Linked DNA regions of Canis lupus: region 1 is linked to region 2. A link is a contact called in public Hi-C data. All regions are on one chromosome and are shown on one strand. The core of a region is the stretch at or near the end of the contact, and the rest is flanking DNA. Distances in the headings are between cores, read along the strand shown. Region 1 holds the start of ALAD (delta-aminolevulinic acid dehydratase). Region 2 holds the start of FKBP15 (FK506-binding protein 15).

What was found. A called contact is a pair of places that touch in the nucleus more often than the background predicts.
Region 1: a contact with region 2 is called in a Hi-C map of blood, with 2.6 times the contacts expected there. The contact joins the promoter of ALAD here to the promoter of FKBP15 in region 2. A contact is called at or near these places in 3 of 9 Hi-C or Micro-C datasets (amygdala and blood).

Annotation. Positions count from the first base shown.
Region 1 is chr11:68,159,158-68,163,919 of UU_Cfam_GSD_1.0, forward strand. It overlaps ALAD (delta-aminolevulinic acid dehydratase), which reads right to left and starts at 3,360. Exons shown (of 12, transcript XM_038553170.1): 1 at 3,234-3,360.
Region 2 is chr11:67,997,963-68,003,482 of UU_Cfam_GSD_1.0, forward strand. FKBP15 (FK506-binding protein 15) reads right to left here and starts at 2,494. Exons shown (of 29, transcript XM_038553136.1): 1 at 2,323-2,494. The coding sequence starts at 2,375. It overlaps SLC31A1 (high affinity copper uptake protein 1), which reads left to right and starts at 2,477. Exons shown (of 7, transcript XM_038553301.1): 1 at 2,477-2,558; 2 at 2,810-2,862. The coding sequence starts at 2,477.

The sequences.
Region 1 (4,762 bases), core at 2,110-4,609, 160 kb after region 2:
TCGGCTGGGGGTCAGCTCACCTCGGAGAGGTTAAGTCCCTCGCCCAAGACCACACAGATGGTCAGTAAATGAGCCAGAATTTGAATCTGTTCTGGACAATGAGTACACGGTTTTATCTACCACCCCCCCCGACACTGAGGAACACTTGATTCAGCGAGCAGGTCTCTGCCTATACGATCTGCCCGTGGGTCAGCGAGGTGGAGGACGCACAAGAGAAAAACATCCCGAGCCTTGTGTTATGTGCTGGGCACGGGCCTAGGTGCACATGTATCTCATTTCACCGCAGAGATTATTCTGGCTCTTAGTGATAAGGAGACAGAGGCTCTGAGAGGTTAAGTGACTTGTTCCATGTTGTTCTAGAGAGTCAAGTCGGATTTTGAGCTCATCTCTGATCCACTTCCCAGAGAACTACCTGTATTTTATTTTTTAACATTTTATTTATTTATTCATGAGAGACACAGGGAGAGGGAGAAGCAGGCTCCATGCAGGGAGCCCGATGCGGAACTCGATCCCAGGACCCCGGGGATCATTACTCGAGTCAAAGGCAGACACACTCAATCACTGAGCCACCCAGGCATCCTGAGAACCACCTTTATGGCTTCTGGAATCCAAAACTGCATTCTACTGGCCTCAACTACCCACCTGTTTTAGAAGCCTGGGTGAACAAATGCCTTCTGCTTATCAGAAGCAGCAGAGCACGGCTGCCTAGGGGCTTTGCAGCTCAAATTTTACCACGAGGTGGTGGGAGGGTTGGTGATAGGGGCAAGGGAGTGGGGTGAGGGTGGAAGAGGTAGGTCTGACTAGGGCAATTCTTGTTTCTGTTTCTTTAATAATGTTTGGGTTAGGGAGAAATTTGCTTTGAGAAACAGGTGTCAGTGCTGAGAAAATTTGAACTCAGGAAAATCGCCAATCCTGTTCATCTCGCACATTCTGAAGCGGGAAATGAGGAGCGGAGAAGTACAGGATTTGCTTGACATCCCACGGTGAGTCAGGTACAGAGGTGGATTTGACCAGGAGTCTCTCCCAGCTTCCAGTCCCGTGCCCTGTCACCTCAACCACACGCGGTCATTCTGTTACAACAGGCACTTAATAAATACCACCGAAGAGAAAAACAGCCCTTGAGCCAGACTTGCTTGTTTGCAGAGCCAAACCCATGCCAAGGTTTTGCTTCGCAAAAAAAGTCCCTCAGGATTGGGAGATTTCCACACATTTGGGAGGGCACTTCTTCCAAATTAAGGGAGCCTCCAAGCCACAGCTTAAATCCTATGACACTTCACTGAAGCAAGAGCAAGTCACCAGGGCACCCAGCACCTCTGCTCACCCACATTAGACTAGGTTAGCTTAGCTGGAAGGCAGTACAGGGCGGTGCAGAAAGAACCTTGTTTCAGGATCCCATGGTCCCATATCTGCTCTGTGCCCTGTGTGTCACTTTGGGCAAGGTTGCTGGCCTTTCAGAGTCCTTATTTCATAATCTATAAAATGGGACTGATACCATCAAGCTTGCAAAGCTGAGGAAATTAGATTAGAGATAGTTAGGAGGTACGTGCCTGGCACTGGGTAGCAGCCCAGTAAACGTGTAAGCTACTTTTATCATCATTAGGAGAAGTGAGCTGGAAATAGACCCCCTGGAGTCATCACAGGTGTGCCATCACACCACCCCAGAAGGGAGAACTTTCACGCAAACCCGTGTGGCCGCAGGGTCTTCCAAGATATCTCCAGTGGGGTCCCTGCCTTCCAGCAGCTTCTATGGTGAGGAGAAATGATCACCACACTGACACTACAGGAGAGGGGTGGACTAGATGTTATCTGTGGGAGGGGCCTGTGTCTCCAGGTGTCAAGCATGGCTTCATGGAAGAGGCAGTTTTGCAGACTGATGGTGAAGGCATCTATCTCCTCCTTAGATGGCAACTTCCCCAATCTGGGCCCTAAGAGCTGCCACTGTGGGAAGGGGGGTTAGAAGAGCTGTGAGCCTGAACACCCCCTTCACACCACCCCAGCCCCAGGCTCATGCTGTGCTCTGCTGAGGATTTCAGAGGCTGTGCTATTGGAGAGAAAGTTGGGAGCTGCTGCCAACTCTGGCAGGCCCTGCTGCTGGCTGGGGAGGAGGCAGTCAGGAGGGCCAACTAAGGTAGAAGGTGGCCAAGGGCTGAGAAATCCAAAGCCCCAGAAGGGCTCAGGAAAGCAGCTGTCAGGCAGGTCTGAGAAGGGCCCAACTGCCTGCCTGTTTATTCAACCAGCATTTCCTGAATATCTACCCTGGGCCTGCCCCAGTGCTAGATACAGGGATTAAAGAGAAGCATGAGACTGGGGACCCGGGCCTTGACGAGCCCAACCTCTTCTGGGTTTAGCCATCTGGAGCTACAGGGACAATGTGCCAGTTCCACAGACTCCCAGAACATCTTGGCTAGGAAGCTCCTTAAAGCCTTTTGACTACGTCATTGAAATGATGGTGAAACTGGGCTCAGAGAAAAGACGGACACTGGCTCAAGGTCAGGCAAGGGGTCAGTGGTAGATGTCGGGGTCAGAATCCAAGCCTTCAGCAGCCCAGTTCTCAGCCCACCATTAGCCCTCGATACTTGAAGTACAGACTTCAAAGCAGCTACCAGCAGAGGTGGGCTGGTGGAGAAGGGGGGGGTGTAGGGGGGGAAGGAGGAGGGAGGAGGGAGGATGTGGACCCTGGACTCGCCTGCAGCTGGCAGCCTGATGGTTACGTGTGTGGGTTTTGGAGTCTGTAGACGTGGGTTCAAACCCTGATTCCGACACTTTCCTAGCTGTGGGAGTTCAGTGTCTGCACCTGGTAAATGGGCGCGTTCTCCAACTGACCTCAAAGGGCCTTAATGGGCCCGTTGCCTTAATGGGCCAATGCATGGGACTTCTGTAGAAGCGCAGCACCAAGCGCCTGTTCCTGCCTCCACTTCCGTGCCTCATCCTTCGGGGCACTTCGGGCTGCTGTGTACTGGTGGGCAGTGTCCACGGGCCGCCAAGGGAGTGGACCCCGGAGAGGAGGGGACGGTCGGAGCCGGGCCCCCCAGGGCTGCGGCCACGCTCCAGCCCGCGCGGCTGCAACCCAAGCCCGCTGCAGCGGAGCAACCTACGCCCGAACAAGGGCTGCACAAGGACCGTGTCCTCGGCTGCACCCGCGACGGGGGTTCGGGGCCCGGGGACGCCGGGCTCTCGGTGCCACCGCCCCCACCTCCAAGGGCGCCATCCCCCGGAGCCCGGCCCCCGCTCACCTGCTTCCTCAAGGGCTCGGGGCCGCCGCTCCCGCCGCCGCCGTAGCGCCTTCTAGTCTCCCGGGGCCCGTGCGGGGGCGGGGCGGCTCGCCCGGAAGCAGCTCCCCCTCGCCGCGCCCCGCCCCCGCCGGCGCGCAGGCCACGCCCCCTGCGGCCGCTTCGCCCGCGGGCTGGTCAGCTCGCGCGGAGGCCCCGCCCACGCCCGGGGAGGCCTGGCCAATCGGGTGCGCGGAAGGGCTGGCGGGCCCACGCCCCGCCCCCCGGGGCCCCGAGCTCGGGTGCCGGAAGGCCCGCCGGAGCCCACGTGGGGGCGCGGGGCCGCTGCGGCGGGGCCCTGGCGGAGGGGAGGCGGTTGCAGCCCCGAGGTTCCCCTTACCGTCCTCCCCTTCCCAGCCTGGCGCATACTTGGCGCCGCTTCGTTGTTGAAAGAATAATTGGGGGTTTGGGGGTTAAGGACATTAAAACAACACCTTAGATCTCGGGGTCCTGCAATCGAGCCCCCCGTTGGGCCCCCTGCTCAGGGTGAAGTCGGCTTCTCCCTCTCTCGCTCCTCCCTGCTTGTGCTGTCAAATGCATCTTAAAAAAAAATAAAAATAAAGCAACAACAACAAAAATAAAGCAACACCTTAATGCCCAACACAATAGCTAAGTCCATTTTTGCAGACTGAATATTTTAAAGCTGTTGAGTTCAGCACCAGGCTGCCTTCCAGGTTTTCAGAGAAAATTAATTCCAGCGTAATTACTCAGGGCCTGCTCGGGGTACCATGGATGGAGAGATGTGATGTGATGTGAAAGGTATGGGCGCTCCGGAAAAGCGCCAAGTCTAATGGGGACATCAAACGGATCTGGGATGGGTACAGTGTGAGATTTGACGGCAGGTCTGTGCGGGGGTTTGGGTAGAGTATGTGCAGAGGCAGGAGGGAACCGGTGAGGCTTGGGGCTTGGGGAGCTAGTAGGATTGGGTGGGTGAAGTAGGGGTGGAGATTAGGACCTTAGTAAAGGAATGCCTCCATAAAGGTGCATCAGGGATTCTGGAAAAGCTGACTTTGACTTGCTAAGGAGGCCAGGGGGCTGATCGTATTACACTTCCTTTCAGATTTTCTCAAAATCGGTACTCCAAACCTGTTTTTTTTTTTTTTTTAAGATTTTATTTATTTATTCATGAGAGACACAGAGCAGCGACACAGGGAGAAGCAGGCTCCATGCAGGGGGCCTGATGTGGGACTGGATCCCAGGACCCCAGGACCACACCCCGGGCCAAAGGCAGGCAGTTAACCTCTGAGCCTCCCAGGTGTCCCCTCCAAACTTGTTTTAAAAGGTAGAGAGGCTTAAAGCTGGGGAAATTTGACCTGCGTAATTTCCAGCTACTAGAGCTCTGATCTGTGGCCAAATGAGGGAGGTGGTAGAAATGAAGTCATATTTTTTTTGTGCATTTATGAGTCAGGGACCGTACCTAGCGTTTTGCATTCACTTATCTAATTTTGATGAGAACTATGTTACTACCCTCATTTGACAGACTAGGAAGACAA
Region 2 (5,520 bases), core at 1,244-3,743:
GAGAGAGACTGTTCGCACATGAAGTGGGTGGGGGGCGGCAGAGGTAGACAGAGAAGCAGACTCCCCACTGAGCAGTAAGCCTGATGCAGGACTCAATCCCAGGACCCAGAAAAAATGACCTGAGTGGAAGGCAGGTACTTAACTGACTGAGCCACCCAGGCGCCCCTCTTTATAAATTTTTGAAAACAGAAAACACTAAATCTTAAGGAATCAACAGTTTGTCTCAACCAAAATTTTTAAAAGACCATGAAACAACTGTAATCTTTCCCACTGATTATCAAGCTTACTTTGTAGTTTCAGCTTGCATGGCCATATTTGCAGTAACTCACTACCTTACAAAGCAAATTTGTATTTGGTTCCAATTTCTCTACATCCTTACCACCACACTGTCTTTTTGATAAACAGCCATTCTAGTGGGTGTGAAGTGGTATCTTTTTGCGGACTTGATTTGCCTTTCTGTAATAACCAATGATGTTGAACATCTTCTTATGTACTTACTGGCAATTTGTACATCATCTTCTTTGGAGAAATAGCTCTTTTGCTTATTTTATTTACTTTTTTTTAGATTTTATTTATTTATTCATGAGAGACCGAGAGAGAGGCAGAGACAGAGGCAGAGGGAGAAGCAGGCTCCCTGCGGGGAATCCCACGCGGGACTCGATCCCAGAACCCTGGGATTCCGCCCTGGGCAGAAGGCAGGCACTCAACCGCTGAGCCACCCAGGTGTCCTTCTTTTGCTTATTTTAAATTCGGTTCATCTCTTTATTTTTCACCTGAATCTATTTGCTAGCTCATCAGATTTAAAAAAAAAAAAAATAGGTGAGTTAAGCCTCAATCAAAAAGGTGACTACACAGACAACAGCAGCAGGCTGGACTATGTGGAAATTTTAGTGACTGTTTCGGGTGGAAATAGGGAAAAAGGAACCAAAGCAGAGTCTAAAAATAACTGAGCAACTGAAAGAACTCAAAGTGGAACTCAGTCGGTGTGGACCACCTAAAGTGAAAGCGGGGTGGCACAACGTGGTGAGGGTGAAAAAAGGACGTAAGGGTGGGTAATATACCGCCAGTCACAGTTTAAGTCAAAAGATCGTATTCAAGACCAAAAGAGGGCCGTGTCATTACGGCCACTATTGTATCAACTCTTCAACAGGACTAGAAGCAACTTGAGAGGAGAGTAGGCACAGCAGCTTAACCATTTTTGTGACCTCTCAGCGGTAAGATGAGGAGTGTATGTTGGGGTTTCGGTCATCCTTCTGTACATTCTTAAATGTGTTAAAAAAAAAAAAATGTCCGGGGATCCCTGGGTGGCGCAGCGGTTTGGCGCCTGCCTTTGGCTCAGGGCGCGATCCTGGAGACCCGGGATCGAGTCCCACGTCGGGCTCCCGGTGCATGGAGCCTGCTTCTTCCTCTGCCTGTGCCTGTGTCTCTGCCTCTCTCTCTCTGTGACTATCATAAATAAATTAATTTTAAAAAAAAACAAAAAAACATGTCCAAAGAAAAGGCTCTGAAATATCAGGATTGGCAGCTCACTTTCAAAGGGATCAAGCTGCCTTAGTAACGCAACGCGAGGGAAAAGGCTAACCTGATTATGGGAAGAGACAAACCCCTGTGGGTTGGAGAGCTGTGCCCCAGGCTGGTTTGTGTTAGGGCGGGGAGGGGGGGGGGGGGGGCAGCGGTCTCTTGCAGGGCTTCTAAGCTTTGGAGGACAACTTCACAGCTGTCACTCACTCAACAGGCACTTCCGGAGCACACACGATGCGCTGTGCTGAGCGCCAGGCAGAGATGAGCAGCAGCAGGAGTCCCTGTTCTGCCAGGGTTCATAACCTAGTAAGGACAGGGGGGTTATTCACTAGCCTAGCTGTAGGAATAAGGAGGAAAAGAAGCGAGGCATCGTGCCTGGGTCTGTGGGAGAAGGGAAAGCGCCCAAAGGGGACATCCGGGCTGGGCCCTCAAGGATGCTGGAGCTGACCCACAAGGGCCAGGGAACTCTCAGGTGTCACTGCCTTGTCCACGGGGAAGAGAAAGTCTCCTACGAGCCCCCAGCTGACTCCTATAAGCCCTGAGCCAGATGCTCTCACAGGACAAACTCAACCACAAAGCAAAAGGCGAACCTCAGGGCCCTCCTGAGGGACGAGGGACATGCCAGGTCCAGCACCGAGGGGCCCCGACACAGCACAGTTTGGAGACCTGCGGGGCTCCGGAACGTGGCGGGGGGCCCGGACCCGGAAGTCGGGGAGAAGTCTGACACCAGAGCGACCCCTCCAGCCACCTGCCCAGTTCCCTTAAGCTACGCCCCCTGTCCCAAGCTTCTCGGTCACTCACCCGCCGCTCGGCGACAGGAAGTCGGTGTCGTCCTCGTCTCCCCCACCGAACATCGCGGTGCCTTTCTCCCAGCCGCAGGGCGCGAGGGGCGGGGGACGGAGGTGGGAGGTGGAGGGGGAAGTAAGAGTGTTTTCGGGGCTTGTGCTGTCGTGAAATGCCGCGGCGGCGTGCTGCTTTCCGGCAGGACGAACTCTCGCACGGTTGTTCCGCGGGGAGGGGTCTAGGCGCGGGAGAAGGTGGGGAGGGGGGGTGCGGAAGGCAAATGGGAGGGCCTCGCGAGCACGCGCGCCCGTGACGTCAGGCTCCTGCAGCCTGCGGAGGCGGTGAAACCCGCGGGATCTCCGAAATCCCGCGCAGGGATTGGCCGACGCGGCAGGGGGCGGGGCAGGGGCGGGGCGGGGGCGGGAATCCGCGGCCTCGGTGGCGGTCGTGGACACGTAGAGCCCGGCAGAGGTGGAGGGGGCTTCCGAAGAGTCGTGGAGGTGGTGACGGGTTGAGGTTCTAAGAGGGCGGCGCCGGCGGCGGGAGTCGATCTGGAAGGTAAGCACCCCCAGCCCGCTCCCGCCTCCGGCTGGGGCACGGTCCTCTCCCCGCCGGACCAGGACCCTCCATGCGGCTCCGCTCTGCTTTGCGAAAGGAGACAGGGCCTGGGGCTGGCGGTCCGGAGAACTGATCTTTTCGGCTGGCCCCCTGCAGTGACAGAGCTAGGGGTGACCTTGGGGTTGGGTGTCCGGTGCCTCACTTTCCCCGTCTATGAAACGGGCCTGTCGTCCCTTCCGCTTGTCCCCCGTGGCCGACCTCGCTGTTTATTCAGCGGGCTCTTTGTCCAGGGCTCCTATGTGCCGGCTGGCCAAGAAGCTTTTAGACCTCAGAGGTCATCGGACTGAAATCCCAGCCTCCTCCTCATAGCCCCAGAACTTGCAATAGGGGACACGAAGTAATAAGCACTTGGATGACTAGTCCGAGGTCGCACGGAGTAAAGGACAGACTGGCGCTGGATCCCTGGTCTCTTGAATCGGGACCGACTGGGGGAATGAGAACCTCATCGACCCTTAAGCACAGTTCGCCCTTACAGAGTGGTTACCGCTCGACTGTGGCATGGGTCTGGAGAGAATTCCCCTCCTTGTGCAGGTGGGGTACCGAAGAGCTGGGATGTTCCGGGAGTGAGTGATGGAAAGGACGAGACTTCAGCAGTGGAAATCCCCAGTCCCAATCTTGGTCTGGATTTTGCTGTCTTCTTGCCACACACCTAAGTCAACATCAGTTGTTGGGGACTTCTCCGTCTCCACTTTCCACCCTCTCTGTATCCTATAGAAAGTGTTTCTTTGGTAAGCTGATAGGATTCTGGAAACAATCTCAGGGTAAGCCTGGTTTAGCCAAGGTTTACCCTCTATCTGGATGAGCAGGTACTGTATCACTGTCGCATCCGTTTCCGTAGATCTCAACGGGGTTCTTTCACCCAAGGCTTCTCCAGATCAGATTAGTACAACAGGTGGCCCTTACCGGGATGTTTTACTCTGTTCACTTGAAATTAAAGTGAGATGATTGGTAGTGATTCACTTCCTAGAGAACTTCACACCTCTCGGCACTTCCCTTGTCCTGCTTTCCAGTATAGTTTACTTCTTTCTGTGTGCTCCTACTAAACTGTAAGCTCCTCAAGGACGGAGACTGTTTTATTCCTTGATGTCACCTGTGTCACAGAGCGCTGTGCCTTGGTAATAGTGGGTTCTTACCCTTTGTTAGACTGCGTAATGGAATTCATCCTTATGCCCATTCCTTAATTCATGCTCTTAGGAATTTTTTCAAGTGTGATCCCCAGAGCCCAGCAGTGGCTCTTGCCTTCCAGAAAGATAAAAATGCTGTGCTAGCTGGGAACTCTCAGGGTTGCTTCATCTCTTTTGTTAGCTGAAGATTGTTTTACTATCGTTTAAAGCTCTAGGGGACGGGAAAGGAGGATAGAATAGTTAGAATGTGTAACTCCGATTTTTATTGGTAGAGTATTCCTCCATTAAACTGAGGGACAGGGCTGTTATCTGCTTCCTGTGTCCATTTTACAGATTACGATGGTTAAAGCAATGAAGGCTGACAGTGAAAACAGTGATGCAACTGGAGGCTAAGCAATAGAACTGAAACTCTTTGCAGCACCTCTGTTTACGATATGAACTTGGCTACCTCTCAAGAAAGGAAAATAAACTGCCTAAGTGACATCACTCTTTCTAACCCTTTCCCCAGTACTGGTCTTCGTTACTCCAGCACTGAAACATCTGAATAGTGCTTTTAAACACATGCTAAAAGATCACTTGAGTACTTATCTTGAATTCTTGAGTTCGGGATATTTTCATTCAGGGTATTTAAGTAGCCTTTTTAGATAGGTAGGCATGTAAAATCTGGATCAGCGTTTTGGCAATCGAGATACCAGAGATCTGCATGCCCAGGTCACCATTGTGGGAACACAGCCCTTAGTTCCGAGAAAGGGGAAGATGGTGGTGAGGTTTCCTCAGTCTTTCAGGATTTGAATTGCAGGATTACATTGCAATTCAATGTAATCAAGGTACATTGAAGAGCCACTGTTGGGGCCCATGGCTGGCTCAGTTGCTTAAATGTCTGACTCTTGATTTCAGCTCAGGTCATGAGATCGACCCCACATTAGGCTCCATGCTCAGTGGAGGAGATTCTGCTTGAGATTCCCTCTCTCACTCTGCCCCTCCCTCCACCTGTGCTTTCTCTCTAATAAGTAAAGAAATAAGATCTTTTTTAAAAATTGAGGGGAAAATTAAATAAAAAGCCACTGTCATCCTGAATTAGAATATTGGACCAGGAATCGGGAAACCTGAATTCCCATCCCAGTCCTTCTAACTCACCTTGAGCTTGGACCAGTCTCCCTAAACACTTTGTAAAAGGAGTGGAATAGACCCACATATCTATTAAGTACTGCTGGGGATACAGAGGTAAGGAAGGCACAACCCTGATCTCAGGTTGGAATTAAGCATTTTTGTTTGTTTGTTTGTTTGTTTTGCCTAAATACACAGTTTTTAGATGTATTTATAAAATATATGGACTCCCTCCACAGATTAACCAGGAAGTGGCAATTTTAACAGTTCCTTTCAAATTACCAACAAACTTGCTATAGAGATGATAATTTTTATATATAGGTGCACTCATACTAATCTGTACTAGTGAATGCATTGTAAATATTAA